Linked DNA regions of Danio rerio: region 2 is linked to region 1. Evidence: chromatin contacts called from public Micro-C data. All regions are on one chromosome and are shown on one strand. Each heading gives the region's core, a stretch centred on a gene start, on an enhancer-like site or on the middle of the called end of the contact. The rest is flanking DNA. Distances are from core to core; before and after follow the strand shown. Region 1 holds the start of acss2 (acyl-CoA synthetase short chain family member 2). Region 2 holds the start of osbpl2b (oxysterol binding protein-like 2b).

The links. Hi-C and Micro-C count contacts between places; a contact is called where the count stands out from the background.
Region 2: a contact with region 1 is called in a Micro-C map of caudal fin, with 7 times the contacts expected there. The contact joins the promoter of osbpl2b here to the promoter of acss2 in region 1. A contact is called at or near these places in 3 of 18 Hi-C or Micro-C datasets (caudal fin, hematopoietic stem cells and an unstated tissue) and 1 of 4 datasets of contacts at active chromatin or transcription factors (caudal fin).

Annotation. Positions count from the first base shown.
Region 1 is chr23:9,359,178-9,364,936 of GRCz12tu, reverse strand. acss2 (acyl-CoA synthetase short chain family member 2) reads right to left here and starts at 2,454. Exons shown (of 19, transcript NM_001328353.1): 1 at 1,666-2,454. The coding sequence starts at 1,792. It overlaps rps21 (ribosomal protein S21), which reads right to left. Exons shown (of 6, transcript NM_201191.1): 6 at 4,416-4,481.
Region 2 is chr23:9,636,153-9,641,911 of GRCz12tu, reverse strand. osbpl2b (oxysterol binding protein-like 2b) reads right to left here and starts at 3,108. Exons shown (of 14, transcript NM_199872.2): 1 at 3,002-3,108.

The DNA.
Region 1 (5,759 bases), core at 1,205-3,704:
ATAATTTGTCACATGCTTTTCATAGAAAAAGGTTAAACATAAAACATACTAATATAAAGAATATATGCTGACTTTGTGCACACTATTTCATAGACAAATTCCTTCATTCACTTTTTTTTCGGTTTAGTTCCTTTATTAATCAGGGGTCGCCACAGCGGAGTGAACCGCCAACTCATCCAGACAGAGGTAAAGTTGGTTTTATATTCGGATATTCAGACATTCTCTTTAATAATATAATATCAGAAAAAATATTTTTAGCAAATTCTAAACAGGGAAATTATATTAGCAGCAAATGACCATTAAAGTACAGCATTGTTAACAGCGAATCAGATAGTGTTAATGTTGTTTAAAAGCCAAACTTGCATGCTAATTCCGATCGAATATTTAGGTAAACAATAAAGTGACTGCTAAATGAACAAATATAAAATAATGCGATATTAAAATATATATGCGAATATAAAGCCAACTTTACCTCTATCTTATCCAGCATATGTTTTACGCAGTGGATGCCCTTCCAGCTGCAACCCATCACTGGGAAACACCCAAACTCTATATACACAAATTATTTTTAATAAACGCAAGAATTTACTTTATTTTGATGCATTAATATACACAAAGAGCTAAATTAAGCTTTAGTGATTGAAAGTAACAATGTAGGGACTATTTTAACATTCATTCAAACAATACACATAACCCTAACTTAAAAATAAAGCACCCTAGACATATTTAACTGCTGTCTACCAAGGGCATAAGGCTCTGAGACACAGCCTTATTATAACCTCACATTATGTAGTGAAGTTTGTGTTTGTATAATCATAGTTTTTTTCAATAAGTGTTCAAGATAAAACATTTATATATTTTGTCACATGCTTTTAGAAAAAGGTTAAACATAAAACATACTAATATAAAGAATATATGCTGACTTTGTGCACACTATTTTATAGACAAATTCATTCATTCATTTTTTTTTTCGGCTTAGTTCCTTTATTAATCAGAGGTCGCCACAGCGAAATGAACCGCCAACTCATCCAGACAGAGGTAAAGTTGGTTTTATATTCGGATATTCAGACATTCTCTTTAATAATATAATATCAGAAAAATATTTTTAGCAAATTCTAAACAGGGAAATCATATTAGCAGCAAATGACCATTAAAGTACAGCATTGTTAACAGCGAATCAGATAGTGTTAATGTTGTTTAAAAGCCAAACTTGCATGTTAATTTCGATCGAATATTTAGGTAAACAATAAAGTGACTGCTAAATGAACAAATATAAAATAATGCGATATTAAAATATATATGCGAATATAAAGCCAACTTTACCTCTATCTTATCCAGCATATGTTTTACGCAGTGGATGCCCTTCCATCTGCAACCCATCACTGGGAAACACCCAAACTCCATGTACACAAATTATTTTTTATAAACACAAGATTTTACTTTATTTTGATGCATTAATATACACAAAGAGCTAAATTAAGCTTTAGTGATTGAAAGTAACAATGTAGGGACTATTTTAACATTCATTCAAACAATACACATAACCCTAACTTAAAAATAAAGCACCCTAGACATATTTAACTGCTGTCTACCAAGGGCATAAGGCTCCGAGACACCCCAAATCCTATTAATCCTGATAACAACAGTCTAAAACACGATACTCACCTTCAGGAGACTCGACTGATTTGATGTAGAGCTCTTTGTACTTCTCGAAGCTGGGGATGTGCGCTTCTTTCTTCAAGTCTCCTGGCGCATGTAACACGTCCCCTCCTGGTGCCTTTTCAGGGATCATTTTAATAACTAATATGTCAATGGCCGCAAATAATAAAGCCTCCTAAAACAACACAGACTAATCACTGGCCTAACGTGTGTAAGTCACTTCCGTGTGGGAGTTTCACTCCCTTGCAGACGCTGTGTGCATTTGAGTCCGAAATAACGACCAAAAGACGAATTCAGACTAGATACGGATTTGAATCTGGAAGTGGAGCAGCCGACTGTTGTGTTTCAGTGATTCAGAAGCGATTCGGTTCAGTTCAGTTCAATTCAGTTTGAAAAAGGACGAGCAGAGCGAGTCGCGCTAACAAAAAACGCAGTTAGAAAGTGTTATTCTGAGCTAGAAAAACCTTGCTCTGACGACTGAAGGAGAAACGAAGTAAGTTTTGGATTCTGCAGAAATCCACATATGGCAATATATTTACAAAGAAACAGAGATGCACTTGAGTGCTGTCAGACTGCAGGTCTGCCCAGGTTTGAGATTATCTTGTGTGAGGTCGATTCAAGATCAAATCATTTCCGAGTCTACAGCAAACGCAGCCTTTAACTGAATCAAACAAGTAATTAAAACACACGTGCATGCAGTGTAAGATCATTCATTCCTCCACGCGTGGATTACAGATCCTCAGCGTCTGCACAAGGACAGCCATTGACGCGTAGAAATGATGCGGGCGGCTGGAATGGAAACAACGTGAAACGTGAAGTCTGAAATGGGCGGGGCTTGTTACTGGAGGTTGGTAAGTGACTACTAAATAAATTTTTACATTCACTTTTTAATTATATTTTGTAAAGAGAAATAGCGGTGTACAGCAACGTAAACAACAATATAAAGTGTCAGAGCTTTTTTTGAGACCTATTTTTTTGTTACGACTACTTTTAACGTCCAATTGTATTTCATAAAGGGGCACAGGGGACTTTTTGTACTCCTAGGTTCTGACATATTTGATTCTGCCAATGCTGTGACTTGCTTTAGTCTCAAATACATTGATTTTTTTAAATCATAATACCCAAAAGACAAACCCCTGGAAAACATTATATTTTTATATTACTTTATCTGGCAATTTTTTCATTCACAAACAGAAATTCGCAAATAGCTATCCATCCATTTTCATTTTAGAATAGAATTTAACTCACTCCTAAAGGCACCCCATCTTATTAAGAATAAAAAAAAACTCAAGATTCCTGAAATATTATATAGATGTAATAAGTTTAAAAGAGATTCTCAATTTTAGTATCTTTCCTGCTTGTTAAGTGTCATTATAATTTCACTTGTTTATTTTTTGTTTGATTTAGTAATTTTAATATTATTAGTATTTATAGTTGTTAATACTATGTTTTTCTTTCCGCCTTATGTTATTTGTATGAATATGTGATTAGGGCTTTTCTTGTTACTGTATATTATTGACCCTTTTAAAGATCTGTATGTGATCTCCTGGATTTTGATTTTATGTTCTTCTATTGTCAATTAAAGTAAAAAATAAATAAATCAAATTAAGTGGGTCTATGAAAATAAAACAATTCTACAAACGTAAATTTGTAATAAACGTAAAATATAATCTAAACGGGATTAAATAATTTAGTTAAATACAGATTTATTAAAAGATACAAAAATAAAGCACAAATAATTTGCTTATATACTAAACATGATTTAATGCAATTCAAACGAATGCCAAATAAATGTTTAGGTAAGTGAATGTGTAATAATTACGTACAGAATACAGCACTTTTATATATTTAAACTAAGTTTCTTTAAAAAAAATATTAAATGTTTACTATACACGTGAAAAAATTGTCAAAATCTTTAGTATCATATCGTTCTGGACCGCCAAACGCCCCCTAGTGGAAGAAGCGCATGTCGCCCACAGTACAGTTACACACTTTTGCTCTAAAAGAGCGAAAGAGGCGCGCAGTGTTTAAACTCACCGTGACCTCTACCGGACGGAGGAGCAACGTTGTTGTTATTTTTCTACTAAAAGTGTCTTGTTAGACAGTACTACACACTAGCACATAGGGAAAAAATACAACCATTTTTTATTATTCAAGTAAAATAAAAATACTACAAAATAGACACATTAACTAATTACTTAGAGAAATGTGCTTGCATTATTTATAAGCTGAGAGTTTTTGTGTGTTCTTTTAGTCATTGCTGATCAAAATATTCAATTTTATCGCATGGAAATCATCTGCACGGCATCTCACTCAAACACATACACTTGGTAAAACTGAATATCAGGAAAGTAATGTAAATGAAATAGATAACACATTGTTATTAATAATATAAAAAATATTAATAACACTATACAATACGACACAATTAAGGTATTTAACTATCAGTATTAATTATTCTTTTACAGTACAATGAAAATAGTTCATTGTTTATTTTAAGTGCATATACAAAGCACAGCGTTGGATTTTATAAATGCATTAGCAGATGTTGAACTGTGATAAATTCTGTACATGCATTGTTTACTCATGTTAATTAACAGTCTAATATAGTGAAGTGTTTCTAAATATTGTAATACAAGTTTGTTATTCCAATAAATAATCAAAGATCAATCAATATTTACTAATTCTCATAATACAACTAAAGGAATCATACATTCACAACCACATCATATATATTAAACACACAAACACAAGAGTTTCATTTTACTTTTTATTTTTTAACCAAAGAAACTTTGAGAGCCCATCCTTCAACTTAGGTGTTCCTATAAAGAGAAAAACAAAAAACCATCAGCACAACAAATACACATTTAATCAGCAATAGGGCAGACTTTTAACTTCAGCCAGCCAGCCTCAGCACTTCCAGCGAACCTTCTTTCCTTTATAAAAAAATACCATCAAATTTTGATTCTGTCAAAAATATGAATCACAGTTTTTTTTTTTTTTTTGCTTAAAATCAAGATCACGATTCTTTCTCACAATCCTGTAAATGTAAAATAAAGGTTAATATGATCAGCCTAGGGCAAAGCAGTGGCGCAGTAGGTAGTGCTGTTGCCTCACAGCAAGAAGGTTGCTGGGTCGAGCCTCAGCTCAGTTGGCGTTTCTGTGTGGAGTTTGCATGTTCTCCCTGCATTCGCATGGGTTTCCTCCGGGTGCTCCGGTTTCCCCCACAGTCCATTGACATGCGGTACAGGTGAATGTTAGGCTAAATTGTCCGTAGTGTATGTGTGTGTGTGGATGTTTCCCAGAGATGGGTTGCGGCTGGAAGGGCATCTGCTCCGTAAAAACTTGCTGGATAAGTTGGTGGTTCATTCTCCTGTGGCGACCCCAGATTAATAAAAGGACCAAGCCGACAAGAAAATGAATGAATGAATGAAAGATTAGCCTATTATTATTGTTAATTCTCAAACATATGTTAAAACAACACTAATAATATAAGGCCTGTGTGTAGGTCTACTGTTGCTAATTACTATATCTTGAATATCTATATCTAGAATCGCGTGTAGGGTCGAATCGAGATTGTGATCTTTGTTCGATTAATCGTGCAGTCATACCATGTTTAAGGTCCAATTTCTTCAAAAAAAAATAAATAAATAAAATTGTTGATCTTCACCGCCTGATATACCATATAAAGTGCGTCTCAGATCGGACAAGCACAGCAATAAATTACATTTCCTCCCGCCATGTCTTAAAAATATGATTGTTTATTTTACCCTAGTTTTTTAAATAGAGTTTCTGCGCTCACCTGCTGATCCTGACAGCGATAGCTGTTACACAAGCTTTCATCTCATTTTATGCTTGAATAAATGAATGCTTAAGTCTATTAAACTGAATGTATTTTAATTTCATTACAACATCGATACTGTGAAAGGACCCTAACAAAATTTAAAATTGCCACATTGAGCTTACACCGGAAGTTTAACCGTATCAATACAAAGGTTTGGACTTGCAATGTCAGTCTGTAAAGTGCTCAGTGATGCTGGCTAAGAAGAACGAAAGCCCTAGTGCTGACAGATGAATTGATAAAAGTAGCTGCATACTTA
Region 2 (5,759 bases), core at 1,859-4,358, 280 kb before region 1:
TCAGGTACAAAAGGACAAAGTGATATCTGAAAGGGCACGACAGCCTAATAAAGCGACTGTATGTAAACACACAAACACCCACAGGCTTTCAGAAACGGAATGAATCACAGACTCTGGCGTTACTCAGTTTCATTGACACTCTTGGAATGTGGTCTGCTTGGAAGAGGTGCACACACACATACCTGCCAGTCACACTCATTAGTTAACAAGTCAAGGCGGAGTTGGAAATCTCCATATTACGCACACACAAAAAAAAGAAAGCAGTGACACCTTGTTTTTTTTTTTTCACTCTGGAATGTGGCCTGATACTGATCTACTGTACATTCGTCTACTGATTTGCCCCCAGATACACGCGATCCAGTACCTCAGGATAGAAAGTAACCAATAACTTAGCAGACCTTGTGGCATACCCTAAAGTACATTACTGAATGTACTTCTATGGATTGGAACTAGGATTATGACGGTATCATAGTATCTTAAGATAACCGAGATAAGCTTTTATCATGGTATTCATCACAATATTGGGAGAAGCAAAAAGAAAAGAAAAGAAATCAACATTTGTTTTACTGAGTGGCGTGCGTACATTTTCAGAGTAAAACAAATATTTTAAAGAAATTAAGTTGCAAAATTATTATAAAATAAAGTAATATTTAGCAAATATTTGTAATGAACGAATTAACTAACATCAGAGGAAAAAATTCAACTGAACTATATTAGATTAAAGCTCCATTAAATAGAACAGTTATTACTTTTGAAAGGGATTCACTGATTTGTTTTTTCTAAACTATGATTTTTTTTTCAATTCATTATGAATTTTCATTGTGAATAATGATTACTAACACATTTTTTGATTCATCATGTGGTTATTTTATGGGCTTTAAATGGCTTACATTTTTTTAAGTCAAAATAATTTTAATTATTGAGTTACATTTAAAAAGAGCAGCAAAATAACTTTTACATTATTTAATAAAACAATTGTTATAAAGCATTTCTGTTTTTGGCCAAATCTTCAGTTTCACCCAGAGGTTTAATTTCTGCACCACTTTACTAACTATTAAGCTAATAAATATCAACATCCCTTAAGGTTAATAAATGTGGTCCAAATAATGTAGTTTAATTAATTTTAACAGAAAAAAAAGCCTTATTCATCAAAAATGAAGTCATTTTTAAAAAGTGTTAACCGATCTATACAAAAAAAACTAACCTAACAAACAATATATCAAGCATTTCCTAAGCCTGATTCCCTTTTATTTTTTAATAAAGAGACTATTAAGCCTTTAAGCATTTGGTGTCATGATGAAAACCACTGCAAATAGAGCAATAACAATATTCTTAAAATGCATTATGTAAAACTAAAAGTTGTTTTAAAATTTGCATATTAGTTCAATGACATGGTCCATGTATTGTTTACTGTGCAACTTTGAATATTGGATCTGAAAAGGCATGCAAGTCTAACTTCAAAACAACATTAGCACTATTAGATAGACAGTAAACAATAGGAATACTCCGATCAATTACTCGGCATTGTGATTAGCCGATACCATGTACCTATTCTGATGCTTTAAGCTTTATATAACTTTGCCATTGCATAAGCACATTTTCCCTCATTGAGATCTTGCCTTACCTAAGAGAATGAACTAAGGATGTTGCAGACATGTAATGGTCAGAAGCAGCTTCACAAAAAAATAGATAAAATAGACAGAAAAAAATGGTAAGAAAAATTACTGACAATGCAATTTGGAAACATTGCGCTTGTGTTGTAGCACTGTGGATGTACAGTTGAAGTCAGAATTATTAGCCCCCCTGAATTATTAAATAAAAAAAAATAAAATTCAATGGGGGAACTAATAATTCTGACTTCAACTGTACATATAACCAGGGTTGTAAACAAACAAGTTTATCAGTGATCAGTTCATAATATCGGCCTGATCAGCAAGTACCAATCCGGTCGTGAAATGTGATTATCGGCCGATACCGATCTTCGACCGACCGATTTATCGGAGTATACCTAGTAAACAACGTTGTATTTTTAAACTCATTAGCTGATAATATGATTTCCCTGCTTAGAATTGGCAAATAATACCTTTCTGAGTGTGTGATCTTAAAACCAACTTTACCCCCAATTTATGAGAGTTTTAAATTATTTATGGTATTGTATAAGCGCCAACGATAACATTATTGCACGTTTATTGTCAGATTGTATTTAATACATAGAATTCTTGAACATCAGCACACAGGAGTGAATGAAGGAGTTGCATTAGATTTTATCACTTGACAGTAGCTGTAACGTTGACAGTTTCACAATGTTATCGAGAAAAATCACTCAACATCTGCAAGCAAGTCACGCAATAAAGAAAGACGTTTCCTATACATTACATGTTAGTGAATAACGTTAAACCCTCTAAAAAAATTAACACTAACTTAGACTGTACAACATAGGGAGACAGTCGTTTAAATTAACGTTACGAAGAAAGCGACAAAATCCAACTGTTTACTTTTTTAAGAGAAGGAGGGGAAATGACAGCTGAACAGCGCTCAAACTCAACACGTCCTGTTTGAACCTCTTGAACCTTTCAAAGTGAAAGTCAACGCTTGCCTGAAAATGTTTGGCTTACATTCATCCGACAATAATGTCAAAAACGCCAACAAATTCAGCAGTTGACACTCTCCCAAACGAGGGCTGTGTCCTAAAATCCAGAGAGCTTCATAGCTAAGTTAGACTGCATTTTTGGAGTGTTCTGGTTTAGAAAGACAATTAATTGGTTTTATTCCAGTGATCGCTTTTAACTGGAATGTGCTGTGTATGTCAGCAGTTCACGAGGTTTTACGAGCACAGACGAAGACTGAAAACATGCTAATAGGCTAAAGCTCCAGTCGCTAACTGACAAACTTACTGACCCCTTTAGAGAGCTTTAGATCTGCTGAAAAGCATTGCATGACAACTTTCATTACTGGAAGAAAAGAGTCGAAAAGGTTACTTAGAAAGAAGTAAGTCGGGTACCTGTGATGATTGTTGGCTGTCCCTTCTCTCGGGCAGGGATTGATGTAGAGTTGATGATGCTGCTGCTGAAAGGCTGACACATACAGACGGAAGAGACCGATATGGGCGGATTGACTGACGTGTCTCTTGGCCAATTATATCACAGGATTTTCGTCGCCTGACGCTTTACGTCAGAGCAGGACCATTTGTGTTGCACAATTTATTTATGATGCAGTTTTTGTGTTCCTAAACTTACTAACACTTACTTTTAAATTAATGATGTGACTCAGCAAAAATTTGGTTCATATATCCATTTTTAATTTTTATTTTAATTCAAAACGTATACAATTCTGAACAAAAAATGACTAAAAGTCTGTGTACTTTCCACAAGACCTTCAGTTATAGGCCTACATTTCATTTCAATCAGACAATATCTGCTGCTAATGCTACTCTAATTGTCAAAGCTGCAGAAAATGTAAGTTTTAATTTTTTTTAAAATTATTAATCCCATCAAGGATGCCTTTTTAGCTGCAATTCAACACCGGGAAACACCCATACACTTTCATTCACACACATAAACTATGGCCAATTTAGATTATTCAATTCACTTGTACCGCATGTATTGTGGGGGACTGTGGTGGAAACCAGAGCACCAGGAGCAAACCCACACGAACACGGAGAATCTGCAAAAGAATGTGAAATCACTCATTCATTCATTCATTTTCTTTTTGGCTTAGTCCCTTTAGTAATCTGGGGTCACCACAGCGAAATGAACCGCCAACTTATCCAGTATATGTTTTACACAGCGGATGCCCTTCTATCTGCAACCCATAACTGGAAAACACACAAACACTCATTCACACACACACACACTCATTCACTACGGTCAATTTTTAACATACCCAATTCACCTGTCACATGTCTTTGGAGTTGTGGGGAAACCAGAGCACCCGGAGGAAACCCACGCGAACACGTGGAGAACATGTGAACTCCACACAGAAACACCAACTGACCCAGCCGAGTCTCGAACAAGCAACCTTCTTGTTGTGAGGCGAACATGCTACCCACTGCGTCGCCGCATCACTAGAGTGGGAAATTAAATGTGAAATAAAAATCTGTAATTTTATTCTACTATTACATTTTCAACTGCCTTAAAAAGCTACATTTAAATAAAACATTAAAACAAAATAGATTTATTTTTTCATTTTACATTTACATTTTTATAAAATAAACAACAAATAAATATCAACATCTGCGGGATTTTAAACTGTAATTTCTATTTTACCTTTTTCGCTTACATTAAATGATGGTATAAATGATAGACAACCTTTATGACGTAATAATTAAATAAACAGGTTCCGTTTACACATTGATTTGTAAAGAAGCTAAAGAAAGGGTAAAGAAAGAACTAAAGAAATGAGTAAAAAAAAAAGTGTAAATAAGGAAAGCCACACAAACATTTCTTTATCACCCAGTGGGCTTTAAAGTGTTTTTCAGCTAATGATTACCTTCAGGTGAAAGCTTTATTCATTCATTCATTTTCTTTTTGGCTTAGTCCCTTAATTAATCTGGGGTCACCGCGCCAGCCTTGAAAGCTTTATGTGACTTTTTAATTTCATAAGATTCTTTTTACAGCATTGATGCTGTAATGTAATTCAAATACAATCAGTTAAATAGACTTAAGCATCCATTGGGTTATTAAAGCGTAAAAAGAGACGAAAGACCATTTAGACAAAGGTGCCGTCATTAGCAACAGACTAGTGCAAGAATTCCATTGTAAAACTAATTTCCACATTTTAAAGATATGTCATGGAAAAATATAACTTTATGTAGCTTCTTGTTTGGTCTGATACCCACTTTATATCATATCTAGAACAGTGAAGATGCTGTTTTTTTTGTTTGTTTTTTTTTAAAGAAATCAGATCTTAAACTTTTTAGATCTTAAATTTTGTATATGAAAACAATTAACTGGAAGCCCTGGGGCAAGCTGACTGAAATTGAAAGTCTCTGTGCATATACCCCATTAGAAGTAAAAGCCTCAGTGTCTTAAACCAGTTGTTAATAAGCATATTTAAGTTTACGTGACAGCCAAGCCGAAGATGCCATTTGTGCTTGAGAAAACAACATTGAAAATACATTAAAAATATATACAGTTGAAGTCAGAATTATTAGCCCCCTGCAAATTTTTTTTTCTTTTTAAAATATTTTCCAAATGATGTTTAACAGAGCAAGGAAATTTTCACAGTATGTCTGATAATATTTTTTTCTTATAGAAAAGGTCTTATTTGTTTTGTTTCAGCTAGAATAAATGCAGTTTTTAATTTTTTAAAAGCCATTTTAGTTACAAATTATTAGCCTCTTTAAGCTATATTTCTTTCGAAAGTCTACAGAAGAAACCACTGTTATACAATAACTTGCCTAATTACCCTAACCTGCCTATAACCTAATTAACCTAGTTAAGCTCTTAAAATATCACTTTAAGCTGTATAGAAGTGTCTTAAAGATATCAAGTAAAATATTATTTACTGTCATTATGACAAAGATAAAAGATTAATTATTATTAAATAATTAAATAATATTAAATATTCATTCATTCTCCTGTCGGCTTAGTCCCTTTATTAATCCGGGGTTGCCACAGCGGAATAAACTGCCAACTTATCCAGCACGTTTTTACGTAGCGGATGCCCTTCCAGCCGCAATCCATCTCTGGGAAACATCCACACACACACACACACACACACACACACACACACACACACACACACACACACACACACAC